2 separate regions of the Mus musculus genome follow, and region 2 is linked to region 1. The links are chromatin contacts, called in public Hi-C maps. All regions are on one chromosome and are shown on one strand. Each heading gives the region's core, a stretch centred on a gene start, on an enhancer-like site or on the middle of the called end of the contact. The rest is flanking DNA. Distances are from core to core; before and after follow the strand shown.

Region 1 (3,212 bases), core at 308-2,807:
CGCCACCCTCCTCCTCCTCTTCCTTCTCAGCTTCCATGTGGAAGCCTCTGAAGACAGTGTTGTGTAATCCACAATGTTTCCACGTGCTTATCCATCAAACACGTATTGACAAAAATGCAATAGGAAACAGTAACGGAAAGGCACAGCAGAGGCGAGAAACCGCAGTGACAGGCGGTGGCCGGGTCTGCTCGGGAGTCATGGGAAGACAGTCGCTTCTCCTTGCTCTCCAGCATCCCCTTTCTCACCATATCCTCTGAGGCCCTTTCTCATTGTGGAAAGAAAACCAGCTGTGTGAACCTGGTAATTGAGTATCCTGAGATTCGCGTGCACAAGTGTGTGTGCGCGCACACACACACACACACCACACACTTGTAGAGTGTTACTTTCCTGATTTCTGTGACCAAACACTGGCGATAAAAAACTTTAAGAATGGAAGTTTTGTTTTGACCCAGTGATAGGGAATAAAACAGGTCAAATCAGAGAATGCTCGGTGGCCAGAAGAGTAAGGTCAGCTATTGTCATTGCATTGTCAGGAAGCAGAGAACAGACAAGCAGTGTAGCCAAGCTGTGAGAACCTCAAGTCCTATCCCCCAGAGGCCCACTTCCCACAGCAAGGCTCCACCTTCTTAAGGTTGTACCACCAACTGGTGACTCACCATTCAAGTACATGACCTTATGTGGGATATTACACATCCAAACTACCACCTGTAAGTAGAGGGCTAATTGGAAAATGAAATAAAGTAAAATATAATGTGTGCCACGGAGATTGTGGTCACACCCGGAAGAGAGTTAGTATGTGCTGTCTTCTTGGGTGGGATACATCATCACCCACAAAGATCTGCCCCGTGTCTTGCCTGGGCTCTGTGACATAGACCAGTAGAGCAAAAATTATTTCCAACCATTGTCTTAGTGATAATTCTTGCTGCATATTCCCAAACTTTTCCTGCATTCTGATTATGTAAGAATTAAAAATAAGGTCACTCCAAATCTCAAATACAGCCATGAACATCTAGAAATGATTCTACAACACCCAAAATATTATCTCAGTTAATGGGATGGCTGATACTATTTATGCCGCGAGGACAGGAATGGAACTGGTCCCCGTGTTCGGTGGCTTACCTGAGCTGTGGGAAGTGCAAAATCAGGGGTTAGGGTTAGGGTTAGGGTTAGGGTTAGGGTTAGGGTTAGGGTTAGGGTTAGGGTTAGGGTTATAAAGATGTGATTTTTCAACTCGGCCGCAGACCTCGTTCCTAGATGTCATATCTAGAAGAATTCACAGGGAGCTCAGAGCTAGAAATAGAGAAGCAGGAAGAGGGCCTTGAACAAGAGGGGCAATCTGGAGGAAGCCAGCTGCTGCCCCTGCAATAGCCAGAGTGAGACTCCAACCCTGGGTTGGTCTGGCTCACTGCCGGCCCTCAAGAAGCTGGCCTGTTTCTTGAAACACCAATGATTCTTTAATTTGCAGAGCTGTGGGCATCTCCATATGCCACCTTGGAGTGGGATTGTCACACAACAGGCACAAGAGAATCACACCTCAGCACGGAGCTCAGTAAATTCACTGTGAAACATATTTCAGTTCCAAAGGCAATTTTCTAATTAGTAACGACACACAATGGTTTCCCAGTCTGTGAATACTTCTTTCTCTGGAGCTGGGTCCTGAGCTAAATTAAGCTTGAATATGTCACCAACCATGTTTCTGGTCCTAGACACAGGCTCCTCAAACTCCAGGCCCTTGGTTTGGATTGGAGTGTGGCACACAGACAGTGAGACACCAGGTCTGCCCCTTCTCCGAGGGCTACGCTCTTACAGGCTGATCTGGAACCTCCCTGGGTTTAGTAAGCAAAGAATTCATTCATCCATTTGACATTCATCAACATTCCTCAGGATGGTGCCCCAAAAAGACGGAGACTTTTCCTGTCAGAAGCTTACAGTCTTCTGGGAAACACGCAACTACTACTGCACAAACAGTTGGGTCACACAGAAAAGGCTATGAGAAGGATTCTAAGTCGACTGCGAAGTCGGAAAGATTTCCTGGTAGAAGTGATGTTTAAGCTCTGTGAGGTGGGCTTAAGTTTCCACCACGTCTCTTCTCTTAGGTATAAATTAATCATACTCTCTAAGATACCCGATCATATTTTATTGGACTGCTTTTGGTTTATTGTTCTGCTTATTTCTTTTATTTAAGCTTGTTCCTTGATGGTTTCATACATACAATTAATACTACTGGTTATTCTCATCTCCTACCCACTTTAAAATCTAGTTCCTGATCCTGTCTACCCTGACTTTTCCCTACAAATCTCTGCCTCAAACTGCTATTTGTTTGGGTTTATGAGCCACCAGGTCTAATTAGGGCCATCTGCGTGGACATGGTTTTGGAGCTATCTACGGAAGCCTGGTGGGCTCAGCAGAGGGTACTCAGCTAGAGACAGTAACTCCTCTACTCCTGGAATCTACCATAACCTATAATTCAGAAGTAAGCAGTGGGGCCCCAAAGCCCTTCCCCAGTCCATGACCGTTAACGGGACTAGTCTTGTGCAGGCCCAGTGCAAATGGCCACAGCTGCTGTAAGCCAGGAAGCTCACATAAAGAGAACATATGGTGTTTGTCCTTCTGGGTCTGGGTTAGCTCATTCAGTATGATTTTTTTCACAGTTGTTCATTTACCTGCAAATCTCCTAATTTATTTTATTTAATAGCTGAATCAAATTGCATTGCGTATATGTATATTTCAATATCCATTCATCAGCTGATGGACACCTAGGCCGCTTCTGCTTCCTGGCTGCTGATACTAGAGCAGCAATGAGGATGACTGTATAAGTATTTCTGTGGGATAGTGTGGGGTCCTTTGTGTATGTGCCTAGAAGCTGTACATCTGGGTCCTACTATGGTTTTATTTCTAGTGTTGTTTTCTGTTAATAAATCCTCAGATTGATTTCCAAAATGACTACAGAAGTTGACATTATTGCCAACAATGCAAGGGTTCCACTTACCCCCACAGGCCAGCCTTTGTGGTTGGTCATCTGTATTTTTGACTAGGTTGAGATGGAATCTTAATGTAGTTTTGATCTGCATTTCCTGGATAGTTGAGGGTGATGAACACTTTCTAAGTTGTTCCTAGCCACCTGTGATTTTTCTTTTGAGAACTTTGTCACAGGTCCATAGACTGCTTTTTAAATTGGGTTGTTTACTTAAAGTCCACTATTTTTTATGTCT
Region 2 (3,759 bases), core at 952-3,451, 150 kb before region 1:
GGGTGGACAGGCAGCTGAGAGTTTCTTTCTGCTGATGGGTGGTGGGTACTTATTCTCAGTGTGTGGCTTGGAGCCTTCTGTGCTAGAAGAGAGGTTATGAGAAGATGTACAAAGGAGATGAGAGGTGTGTGTGTGTGTGTGTGTGTGTGTGTGTGTGTGTGTATGTGTATTTTGGTGGGTGCGAGGAGGATAGTCAAAGTAAGCCACAGGCTGAATAGCAACAGGGTTGGCCTAAAGTCAATAGATTAAAGGGTCCATCCGTCTACTGTCCTGGTGTACGATGACCTTGAGCCAGTTTTATCTTTCTGGACGTTCCTGAGATTGTGTTCCTCCTCCTCTTCTTCCTTCTGCCTCCTCTTCTTCTTCTTCTTTTAATGTATTTTTTAAGGTAGGCTTTCTCTGTCTGTATGTTCATCTACATGCCAGAAGAGGGCATCAGATCCCTTTGTATATGGTTGTGAGCCACCACATGGTTGCTGGGAATGGAACTCAGGACCTCTGGAAGAACAACCAGTGCCTTTAACTGATGAGCCATCTCACCAGCCCCATTCATTCTTCAGATCACACACACACACACACACACACACACACACACACACACACACACAGAGAGAGAGAGAGAGAGAGAGAGAGAGAGAGAATGCTAGCTCAGAATAAATGTGCAGAGCATGAACTCTGGACTCAGTAGTTATGGATACAAGTTTTAATTTTTCAAGAACCAGCCTAGTCATCAAAAACACACATCCCCCCAGTGGGTCTCCCTTGTCACAAAGGGATAGGTGAGTTTATTAGATATTTCCCTCCTCTTATGACCCCACAGTTCCACTGGAAGAAGCCCTGAAACATCACAGGCAGCATCATGAAACTAGCTTGGAGAATCAGATGAGGCCACAGTCCACCTGAGGTCAGTCGTGATCTTGACCATGACTGAATGAATAGAGCTGACATCTAACCATGGTTCCTGGGCCATTGAGCGCGCTTTCAGGACTCAAGGAAGCAGACCTGCCACCCCGAGACACTTACCTATGTCACAAAAACCTCTCACAATAGAACTTGCCTGGTTGGAGATCATGAGGAAAGGGATAAATCCAGACAATGTTTGGTGGCCTTGACATGAATCTCTAGGCTTCTGTAGACTAGACAGACATGGGGGATTTTTTTTTAAAAAGTATTTTTGAGAGACTTTATTTATTTTTATTTTTTATGTGTTTGAGTGCTTGTCTGCATGTGTGTCTGTGCACTTTATGCATACAGTGCCCATAGAGGCAAGAAGAGGGTATTGTATCCTCTGGAACAGTAGCTGTAGACAGATGTGGGTTATATTATTATTATTATTATTATTATTATTATTATTATTATTATTATTAAAGAAGGCACCATAATCCCAAGAGACACCTTATTCTTCTCATTTGAAAGGAAACATCTAATTCCATGTGTTACACTAAACTGAAGAATTCCACCCTCTGTCCTGCCATTTACACGTTGGTCTGCATGTCTCAGAGGCAGTGACTCAGTAAGACTCACGGCAGAGGTCAAGGGACTTAGCCACCCGCAGAGCAGGACAAATAGACTTTCCTTTACCTGACTGCACATTTGCTGAGAGCCCCTGGCCCCAGGAGGGCTATACACATGAAAACTAGGCAGTCTGATGTTGTAAGGCAGTCTGATGTTGTAATCATGGTAAATACAGACCTGGAGTGAGGCTGCGGGTAGACAGATGTTTTGATTGCCTAGACACAGGTGCCTGTCGCCAGTGCCTGAGTGTGGCTGGGTGATGGAGAATCCACCTAACAGCTCAGCTCCCATTCCCAGGGGCTGTCAGCTGCACCTCACCTGGGCATTCTTCACTCCTGCTCACCCAGGTAATCAGAAAGGCCTGGAGGCTGCTGATGGTTAATTAGCATTTGCTAGAGACTAGGCAAGACCCCACCCCTCCCCAGGCTTTCTTCCATCCCTGGCGTACCTCTCTCGAAAGGAGGGAAAGGACAGGATTGGATGTCTCTAAGTAAGGCCTGCCAGGGAAGTCTCTGGGGCACTTATGTTGAGACCACCAGAGATCTGCCCCCACAGCTGAGCCAGAACCCCTGAGCAAGGAGAGCCAGAGAGAGCCAGCTTCCACCCCCACCCCACCCCCAGGCTGCTAAGCAGAAGCCTCCGAGGAAGGCAGCAACCGCATCTGGCAAGATGATGCGGTGGCCCATTTCCTCCAGCCCTGGCAGGCTCTGCCTGCAGCCTGAGTCTCAGCAGTTGATTTTGTCTCTGTGTTGGCACCTGTTTACCGCTTACACCAACTAATGTCTGTCAGTGGACTCATTATCATCAAGGATCTGAAATTAAGAAATTATGAATGTGTAGACACTTCTGTTCTCATCCTAATGGTTTGTTTGTTGTTTAATGGTTTGTTTATTTTATCGATGGCATCTGTCCTCATTGGAATGTTACAAATTGGACTTGTGCTTGCCCTTATTTGAGGTATGCCCATCTCTACCTTTGGTTTTTTTTCTAACTGCTCCATTAGGATGTAGCAGTCATTGTTTAAACAGATAGATGACAGAGAGATGAAAGAGACAGTGGGGAAGGAGGGAGGGAGGGAGGGAGGGAGGGAGGGAGGGAGGGAGGGAGAACACTAGATAGAAATAGCAAGTCCTCCCATAGAGCAAAGGCTATGGGAATCTTTTTAAAAAAAAAAAACTAATTATTTGTAGCATTGCAAAGAAAAGGCTTAGCCATGTGTCATGGCACCAGAGGCCAAAGTAGGAAGATAAGGTAGTTCAGAGCCCAGTCTAGCTTTTGTAGAGAGACCCTGTCTCAAAACAAAACAAAACAAATGTTCAAATGAGACACAGTAGCTGTCAGGATTAGAATAGTATTTCAAAACATTTTTTTTAGTTATGAAGAACACACATGCAAAGCATATTAAAATAAACATATATTTTACCCAAACATGTAACAAGAAAGCCATGCAGCCATCACCCAGGTCAAGACACAAAACACCGCCTCCCACACCACCTGTTTCCTGCCTTTCCATATTAGACACAGTTTCCTGCTCTTGAAGGTGAACACAGATACCAAAGCTCTGTCTTCCATCACAATACTTTAAAAACTGTGTTTAACATGTAAAGCCAAATGACATCATTGGTTTGTGCCTGTTTTTTAAATTTTGCATAAATAAAAAAGTATAGTGTAGTGATCTTTTTTTGTTAAAGATTCATTCCTATTATAATTACAGTTTGCTCATTTTTGTTAGTGTATATGTTATGTTAGACATGCCCGAACTTGTTCATTCAATGTGATGTCAGTAAATATTGGGGCAGTTTTCAATTCGAGGCAATCAAACTGACAAGGATGTTCTGAGCCACCTCCTCTGTGCACCCTAGGGTCCCCACCCAGGAATGGAGTCTGTGCATACTGGCTGACACTGAACACTGCTGTTTAAACTGATCATTCTGACTGACAAAGATGAGGCTGAACTTCTCAACTCGTCTTGTTCATGCCTGTAACTGTCAGACTTTCTGTTTCCTGCCAGTGAGGTGGGTATAGACCAGCATTTCATTGTGGCTTTAATCTGCATATACCTAGCTATTATTTGAGTTGAGTGCCCTTTCACACGTGCATTGGCCATTTAAAAATGTCACCTAGTCCTTGATTGCTTTTGCTTCAGGTTTTCTTTCTCCTCGTTGCTTGGAGGAATTGCTGACATACTAGGAATGAAAGTCCTTGGTTGCACAAATCCATATCCAATATCTTACACTAAAATAT

What was found. Hi-C and Micro-C count contacts between places; a contact is called where the count stands out from the background.
Region 2: a contact with region 1 is called in a Hi-C map of cortical neurons, with 2.3 times the contacts expected there. The contact joins two enhancer-like sites. A contact is called at or near these places in 14 of 484 Hi-C or Micro-C datasets (8-cell embryo, the N1E-115 cell line, cerebral cortex and 4 more) and 2 of 115 datasets of contacts at active chromatin or transcription factors (acute myeloid leukemia and embryonic stem cells).

The regions. Positions count from the first base shown.
Region 1 is chr9:47,956,341-47,959,552 of GRCm38.p6, reverse strand. No RefSeq gene overlaps it. Among named protein-coding and RNA genes, the nearest start is that of Gm32016, 19 kb to the right of the region's middle. Within about 2 kb of position 1,557, at least 4 of the 459 cell types and tissues checked have an H3K27ac peak or open chromatin away from gene starts, as enhancers often do. A contact at or near this core is called in cerebral cortex and cortical neurons, where this site is marked.
Region 2 is chr9:48,107,608-48,111,366 of GRCm38.p6, reverse strand. No RefSeq gene overlaps it. Among named protein-coding and RNA genes, the nearest start is that of Gm40518, 49 kb to the left of the region's middle. Within about 2 kb of position 2,201, at least 17 of the 459 cell types and tissues checked have an H3K27ac peak or open chromatin away from gene starts, as enhancers often do. A contact at or near this core is called in cerebral cortex and cortical neurons, where this site is marked.